Regions from separate parts of the Sus scrofa genome. Here all the other regions are linked to region 2. The links are chromatin contacts, called in public HiChIP or PLAC-seq and promoter capture Hi-C maps. All regions are on one chromosome and are shown on one strand. Each heading gives the region's core, a stretch centred on a gene start, on an enhancer-like site or on the middle of the called end of the contact. The rest is flanking DNA. Distances are from core to core; before and after follow the strand shown. Region 1 holds the start of GYPA (glycophorin-A). Region 2 holds the start of ABCE1 (ATP-binding cassette sub-family E member 1). Region 3 holds the start of SMARCA5 (SWI/SNF-related matrix-associated actin-dependent regulator of chromatin subfamily A member 5).

Evidence for each region. Promoter capture Hi-C pulls out the DNA fragments that hold promoters and counts their contacts. HiChIP or PLAC-seq counts read pairs in DNA pulled down with a chosen protein or histone mark.
Region 1: a promoter capture Hi-C map of fetal skeletal muscle shows a contact between it and region 2, with 5 times the contacts expected there. The contact joins the promoter of GYPA here to the promoter of ABCE1 in region 2. A contact is called at or near these places in 4 of 5 promoter capture datasets (fetal skeletal muscle, liver and skeletal muscle) and 2 of 2 datasets of contacts at active chromatin or transcription factors (alveolar macrophages and skeletal muscle).
Region 3: a contact with region 2 is called in an H3K27ac HiChIP or PLAC-seq map of alveolar macrophages. The contact joins the promoter of SMARCA5 here to the promoter of ABCE1 in region 2. A contact is called at or near these places in 3 of 5 promoter capture datasets (fetal liver, fetal skeletal muscle and liver) and 2 of 2 datasets of contacts at active chromatin or transcription factors (alveolar macrophages and skeletal muscle).

The regions. Positions count from the first base shown.
Region 1 is chr8:84,036,201-84,038,900 of Sscrofa11.1, reverse strand. GYPA (glycophorin-A) reads right to left here and starts at 1,327. Exons shown (of 6, transcript XM_005656526.3): 1 at 1,035-1,327. The coding sequence starts at 1,071.
Region 2 is chr8:83,351,886-83,354,585 of Sscrofa11.1, reverse strand. ABCE1 (ATP-binding cassette sub-family E member 1) reads left to right here and starts at 1,378. Exons shown (of 18, transcript XM_003129170.6): 1 at 1,378-1,601. It overlaps ANAPC10 (anaphase promoting complex subunit 10), which reads right to left and starts at 1,276. Exons shown (of 5, transcript NM_001177927.1): 1 at 1,261-1,276.
Region 3 is chr8:84,223,607-84,226,306 of Sscrofa11.1, reverse strand. SMARCA5 (SWI/SNF-related matrix-associated actin-dependent regulator of chromatin subfamily A member 5) reads left to right here and starts at 1,364. Exons shown (of 24, transcript XM_003129174.5): 1 at 1,364-2,060. The coding sequence starts at 1,884.

The sequences.
Region 1 (2,700 bases), core at 78-2,577, 680 kb before region 2:
TCCACAGACGGAGACACTGAGGCAAAGAGCCAGTAAGGCACTTGCTTTCATGGTCCCCAGGCTTTCCGATGTGGAGCCAGATTTGAACCTCGTTCTGTCTGTCTTTGATGTCTGTGCTTGAACCCTCACCCTCTTTCACCCCTTCGTGTATCTTAGAAAATGCTCCATTCCCTTCCCCATCTCATACAGAACGGCCAGGAAATCCTTGAAACGTGCTCTAGCTTGAGTTAGAGTCACATCTGAGGGGCTCAACACATTTCGAGTAATTGCCTGCTCCTTATCTCTGTGCTGGGCCCTAGAATTTCTGACACATAAACACTGCCTCTGAGAAGATGTGAACCATAACGCTCTCAGGAAAAGGCCAGAAATAATGTTAACTGGATACCACTTCATAATACGCATGTGTTATATCTTTATTTTAATGAATTGATTTTGAGTTCTTCCAAACCACATAACACCTAAGCCAATAAGAATTGGTTTTGTTTGTTTGTTTGTTTGTTTGTTTTCCTGCCTCATCCCTCAGTAATAGACCACAAAGTGAGAAACAACTCCCTCATGGATTCAGAGCTCATGCTTGCAGCTTGGACTGACTTTTGGCAAGAGAAAGAGGAAATTACAATTTTTCGGAAAACTCTTTGAAAACTGGGGGCCATATATCCACCATCACCTTCATGAATGATTCCTCAATTTAGACGTTAATCTCATGAAAACAGCAATAAAGCAGCCCAGGCCTTCACACAGAAATGTTTCTCATAGTAGCTCATAGTAGTTAATAAAGTTCTTTTCTTGCTAACTGGGCTGAGAATTGCTGAGATGGGAAATCATAATCTAGCCACAGTTCCTGGGCCCCTGGGGCCATTTCATCTGCCTTACCAGACAAATCCCAATCCCAGTCCCCCCACCAGACTGGGATCCGTGATACCACTCCTTCATTTGTGCCCCTAAGTACACTAGGACGAAGGGGACAGTTAATCTTTTGATCTATAATCCTATATCCCCTATATCAGCATCGGACTGAAAAAAATTCCACTCACCTGCCAAGAGTAATACAAAGATCATTTTCCCGTGCATCCTGAGATCATGAGCTGGCTGGCCAAGGTCAGTGCAAGAAAATTGCCAGAGACACCTGAAGTGTCGTCTGTGGCCTCAGCCTCCGTGCTCTTATCTTTCAGACCCACCCTCTCTGGCACCAGAAGATAGGCCGGGTGGCATTTTTAAACTGTGCAAAGTTGTGAACAGCGTGTCCATATAGATATGGGGCTATCTCCTTACCCAGGATTATGAATGTATTTAGCCAGCTCTTCCCTCACTCCAGGGAACTGGTGGCTGCGTGTGAAATATCCCAGCATGAACTCGGTGGGCGTGGCAAGGTAGGAGCAGCAGGAGCTGCCTGATTGGACAAACCAGAGACAAGAGACAGACTGCAAGGGCCTGAGACAGACTGCAAGGGCCTGAGCCAGGCGCTGGTCGCTTTCGCTTTGGGGAGCAGGGCGCCTCCTCCTTTTTAAGGCGGAGACCCTGTGGGCCAGGGTGGAAGTGACTTCTTAAGCGAGAATTGAGTGTCTTTGAGAATGGTGATTCCCACTGGCGTGCTCTGAGGTTTCAAATAACTCCAACTCAAGGCAGGTCATACAGCCATGTAAGAATACAGGCGACGCAAGAAGTTGTTTAATTTTTTTACTTTATTCCCCCCACCCCATGACTTCCTATTTTTAAGGGGAGAACAGTTAGCATTAGCTTTAAAAATGCTACTTCCCTTTGAAAACAGGTGAATAAATTAGGTATTCTCCTCACAAGGGACTATTAGTTAGCTATTAAAATCATGTTTTCAAAAGTAGTTGGTATGGAGACTGGGGATAAAATAGGTAAGTGGAAAAAAACAGGCTCAAAAACTGTGTGGACAAACATCAAAATCCCGTTCGATTCTTTTTTCCTCTGTTATGTCCCGTCTGCCTGGGACATGCTCATTCTCCCCTTACAGGCCCTACTTCTGTTCTGCTTAGGAGCTCAATTTAATACTGCTTCCTCCAGGAAGTTGGCCCTGCTTTCCTACATCTGCATCAGGGGTCCCTGCTCTGTGCTCATACCAGTTCCTCCCTGTGTCTAGGACATCATAGTGCATTGCAATGATTTTTGTGTCCCCAGCAGACTCTAAGCTTATGCAGGCAGGCCCTGCCTAGGGCTATCTTACTTACCACCGAGTGTTAGGAGTAGAGTTGACAGTAAATATTTGTTAAATTAATAAATCACAAATGAATATTGCAGAGGAAAGCAACTTCTCTCTTGGTGAAAAGAAGCTGCGCTTTACTATCATCGTTCTTACTGTCTTCTTGTTAGGGTCACACCTGTGCTATATGGAAGTTCCCAGGCTAGGGGTCGAATCAGAGCTGCAGCTGCTGGCCTACACCACAGCCACAGCCCCAGCAATGGCAGATCCAGGACGCGTCTGCAGATATGTTGCCACTCCGTGACCTCATTAAAGACAGACAAAACCTGTAAGGCTCTCAGTGTAGAAACAGGTCAGACCCAGCATGAGGCACCGGCTGTGTGAAAGCAGAACTGTATGGTGCCCTCTAGTGGTGGGTCCACACAATGGAAGGAAAAATGTGAAACCTGGGGGAGAAACAAACAGCGCAGGACATGAAGTTATACTTTTCCCTTTCAGGCACTTCCCCAGTCATGCTTGCATTCTGACTGAAA
Region 2 (2,700 bases), core at 129-2,628:
ACAAATATGCCCTGAATATCAATCATCTATTTCTTAAAAGGCGACATAACTCAATCACTGTAATTAAAAACTCTTGAGAATTCAGTTTTTGTTTCTAAAATACAACATATTATGACTTACGAGATGTGCAAAGCAACAGCATATAGTAGTCAAAGGGTATAGGGTCAAGGGGTCAGATTTAGTCACTCCTTTAGCCTAGAATTTGGCCAGGTCTGGGCTTTACTTCCTTTCCTGTCTGTCAAAGGGGTTGACTGGATCTATAACTGTAATGCTATGAAGTTCTATACATCTGTGAGTAAAAATTCCTAATGAAGTTTTCTCCCTCGAAAAGTCAGACTTAAAAACCTTTAATCCAGAAATATGTAAATATTGGTCAACATTTTAAAAAATCCATTAAGTGATGCAGAGAAAAATCACATCTTCTCACTGGTCGTCAAAAGTTCCATTTATACGTGCTTTTACTGTAGAATATAAAGTCAGAAAAATGCCTTTAAGGTATAGAAGTGAAGAACTGGTCTATTCTAAATCACTAGTTTATCCTCTTGTCTAGTGAACAACACGTAAAACTGCTTCAGTAGTGCAAAGTTACAGCTGCTGAACGCGGTTACACGTACATGATATTATAAACTTGGCCTAAAAGGTCTGTTTACCGTCTCCTTGACATCTCAGCTGTTCCCTAATCTCTACACAAGCACTTGATACCGCTTAAATAATAGTACACACTGGACTGTAAACTTCGGAAAGGCCTGAGGCTTAAATGCTCCATTAGCAATTTACTGAATGAATAAATAAATAAATAAATAAGTTCCATCATAAACTAAAGTATTTCTCAAGGTCTAGGTTGGTCTAAGTAAGGTCTAGGTTGAGACAATAAAACCTGTGGCCACACTGTCAAATGTCCAAAAATGTCCAAAAAGGGAAGAGCTATCTCTACATTGCGGAGAATTCAGCTGCTGAACTTGGTACTGGACTCCACCAAGTGGATAAAACACGGAGCTCGAAGAAGAATGGGTTCCTGGCCACATCATTCATAAGGTGAGGCCAAGGAGAGAACGCCACAGTAAGCAGTGCCTGGACCAGACTCTCTTGGTTCCGTTTGACATCCCTTCCAGAAGCGCTAGAATGGGCAACCGCTAAGGATCCATTCCTGACCCATCGGCCTTGAAATAGGAAGCGTAAAAGGAGACTGACAGTGGAGAAGAGATCGCATCTGTTTAAGCTGGAATCATTCTCCACGTCGGGGAAAGCCCATGCACTTACAGCTTGCAGACCCGGATTGCCTCCACTCAGGTTTTCGGAATCCACTGCTGCTCCGCGCCACTCCCCCTCGCCTTCCCAGAACCGCCTAGCTTCCCCAACGACGTCAATTGGGGTCGCAGTCCGATGATGTCATCCCATCGTCCCGCCCTCCTCCCTCCAGGGCTCTGCCCGGCGTGCTCTGCCGCGCACGCGTACATCGCCCCTGTGGCATGCGCGAGGCGGTGGCTGGGCACCGCCATCTTGGCCGGTGTGTGTAGGAACACGCTGTGTGGCTGAAAAGTGAAAGCAAGAGCAGATTTGGCTTCTGCGTTCCCCTCCCCAAGGGGAATCTGTTTCTCCAGGTACGTGAATAGCCCGGAGGGGTTTTGCCGTTAGCTTCGGTTTGGCATGGTCTAAACGCAGGTAGTGGCATTCTCGGAGAGCTTTTGGTTAGGCCTCAGGTGGCGGCGGTGGAGACGGCAGCGGCGCGTAGCAGCCGGCTTGAGGGAGACAGCTGGTAACGCCGGAGCGCGGGCGCAGCCGAGTGCTGAGGGCGCCTCCAGGCTGACCTGGCTTTCCGCCTCTGTTGCCCGCCGTCCCCTCAGCGTTCCAGTCTCCACCGCCTCCACTCCCCGCTTTACCGCGCTCCTACTCTGGAACTGAATCTTTTAGAAAGCCGCATCCCCTACTCCCCCCACTCCCCCGGCCCGGTGAAGGGGATGTAATGTCACGTGCGTATTTGATTATGGGACGTCGTCGCCTTTTTTCCCCACTGTTTGGAGATTTGGCAATGAGTCATGGCATCTTGCCGCCATGAAGTCGAATATTTCTTGTCCACTCCCAGTCTTTAGAGAAATGATGTCCAAACGTCAGCACTTTTTTCAAAGCAGCGTGTTCTCAGCTGTAACCGAGGTTGTTCCAAGTAATCTCCCAGGTGAACGCCATTAGCATTTTGGGTGCGCTTTTATGGTACTCTGCACGTTCCGTTTTCCTCTTTAGATCTTAAACTCCTTGAGATTACCGGTGATGTCTTTACTGAAAATACTTACTTTGAAGAGAGTGTACTTTGAGATTTGAATATCTTCAGAGCCCTGTTTGTTCCCAGGAGTCTCTTATTATAGAGTTTTTCCCTGCAATCCTTCCTGTGCTGTATCTTTCTCATTGAAAAAGAAAGGAGGGAATCCTGCCCATTTCTTTAAACTGACGTGGAAATTTAATTAATAGTGTTGACACAGTTAATTAACAGTTCTTCAAAGAATCTGTCCACTTAAATACATTATAATTTATCACTTTTTGATGTAAGTCAGGTTATTAGCCATCTCTGCTATGCTTTTATTTTATAAAAATCATCTCCTACAGTCTTGTTTTTTTTTAATGGTTTGGAATAGTCAATGAAACATTATGTAGTTTGGCAAAAATAAACTTTAAGCAGTTTCATTGCTAAATCAATGATGATTTATC
Region 3 (2,700 bases), core at 115-2,614, 870 kb before region 2:
AGGGTGCAGCCCTAAAAAGCAAAAAAATAAAATAAAATAAATAATAATACACAAACTCATTTTAGAAAAATAAAAAAAGAGAAACAAAAATGAATTAGGTAATATACATCAACAACAATCACTTTCAATAATTTTAGGACTATCCTTCCAAAGTTTTATCTATATTTTTGAACTGTTAAAATTTTTTAGTTACTACTATATAATAAACTTTTTTCTACAGTCTGGTTGTTACAAGTTAATAATAATTCACTTTGTGGTATACAACAGTTTTAAAATCAAACTTTCAATGTTGGACTATATTGTGCTAGCATTTCTCAAGTACATATAAAGACGATGATGATCATCATTTATATAGTTTTCTTTTTATCTATCCTTGGGGGTTCCCTAGAGTCTCAGACAGGGCATTTCTAATAGGCTGGGGAACATTCTTCCAGATCTCAAAGAATTATCATTGAATTGGTTAAAAGTTTGCAGGTTAAATATTCAAAGGAAATCCCTTCTGTTTGTAATTCAGCATAGTCAATGGTTTGGTCAAACCTTGACTCTTGACAAGTTTGTCTCCTTTATTCAATACGTACTAATAGAATATTGGATATGGGGATATAAAGATGAGTAAGAGCCTATGCAGGGCAAATAACAATTTAGTGCAGTATGCAGATTTGCTGTCAAATAGAACACCATGTGCTTAAATTCTGCAGTAGGTGGATGCAAAAGGCTGTGTTGAACATAGCGTAAAGCAATGTACAAACCAGTGATTACTTGTAACACTTTTTTAGAAGAATGTCTGTTTTTATTTAATATTTGGTGGTTGAGGAAAAGATATAACCTATTACCTCTCTTTCTTATCTGCTAATTACTCTTGTTTCTCACATGGTGGTTGGCGCAGTTTGCTTACTTTTAGCATGTAAACTTAGAGGAAATATCGTCTAACTCTACCGAAGAAGGAATTTAGAAATGATCAATCATATAGCTAACATAAGGATGACAAAACAAACAAAAATCACACTAACAGGCACTCTTCTTAGACAACAAAACAGTGAGACGTCAACTGGGAAAACCGTATCATTGTCAACTCTGTGGCGTCACGCCAATAAGCGGAGGCGGTAAAAGAGAGGCCTGCAGAAGCCTCTACGCTGCAGCAGGCGGCGCAAGACCCGGGCAATTTTTCGAGCAGCGCTGGGATTACTGCCAAGCTGGGGAAGCACAGCGACCCGGCACAGCGAGCCGTTAAGAACGACTGTAAGACTGCGGTGGCGTCACGCCCGGAAACCGACGCACAAACTTACGTCTCCGAGCCCTCCTTTGAGGCCCCGCCCACTCATCGCCCTAGAGCCCGTAGGGGCACAGGGGGCGTGGCCAAGAGCTTGGAGTAGAGAATGCGCATGCGTACTTTGAAACCCCGGTCTCTTAGCTAACTATCAATCTCGCGAGTGTTGAAAGTCGGTGGCGTAGGTAGTAGACCTGGATGCTGGCGAGATACCTGATATCTACCAGAGGAAGAAGAGGAGGCGGCTAGGCTAGTTCCTGGTCTTGGTCCTTCTTGCTTTCCTTTCTTTTTCCCCCAACTCTCCGCCCTCCTGTAAATCGGCCTGCCTTCTCTGACCTCAGTGACCCGGGTGGCCCCGCCCACCCTCGTCGACGTGATTCCCGCCGTGAGGTAAAGCGCCGGTCGAACCCAGAGCCGGGAGGAAGAGGAGGACAGCTAGAGGGGGAGGCTCCTGGGCCTGGCTTGGGCTCGTCGCCGAGCTGCGGAGAGGAAGCATTCGGGTGGTCCTTCCGCTCCTCCATCGGCTCACTGCGACGTAGCCACCCAGGCCTAGGCCTCCTCCTCATCCCTGCTGGGCCGGGCCTCTGGCAGCAGCGGGTGACGCAGACGGAACATCATGTCGTCCGCGGCCGACCCTCCGCCACCCCCGCCTCCCGAGAGCGCGCCTTCCAAGCCCGCATCCTCCGCCGCCTGTAGCGGGAGCAACAACAGCAACAAAGGCGGCCCCGAGGGCTTCGGCGTCCCGGCGGCTCCCTCCGCGGCCGGCGCCGGCCCCACGGACTCCGAGATGGAGGTAAGGACGGCCTGTGGCATGGGGAGAGGGCGGGATAGGGAGGAGGAACTGGTTCCCTCTGCTGTGTATTGGTGATAAAACGCGAAGCCGAACTTCACTCCTCTGCACCCAAACTCGGCCTCAGACCCTTGGATGATCCGAAATGATGCTCTCCCTTGCGCCCTTCTGCTTACCTATGCAAGTAGACTCAGCTGGGTCTCTGGCACCTCATATTTGCGTTATTTGTCTCTTTCGCGAACCTTGCCAAATCCTCAAACGCTCTTATTAGACACATGTTCTTGATTACTGAGGCCGAGACGGATCTGCCGACTTTTTTTTTTAAGTGAGGCTCCCATAATTCCCTCGCCCATCTCTGAATCTCGATTTTAGTTTCCACTAAACCTGGGGGGAGGGGGAGGGAGATTTCCCTTTAGGAACGAGGGTAGACGGACGGGGTGGGGAAGGCATTTAAAAGCAGCGCATCCGAGGATTTGGGCCTCCTTTTCTTCATCCCGGTCCTTGCGGGGGCGGTATCTGTTCTGGGCAGAAACAATGGCGAGAGCTGGATGGCTGAGGGCGCAGTGGGGATAAGCGGGGCGCAGCTGCTCCTGTGAAGGGAGAGGAGGCTCCTCCCAGGCGCTGTTCCATTGGGAGGGAAGCG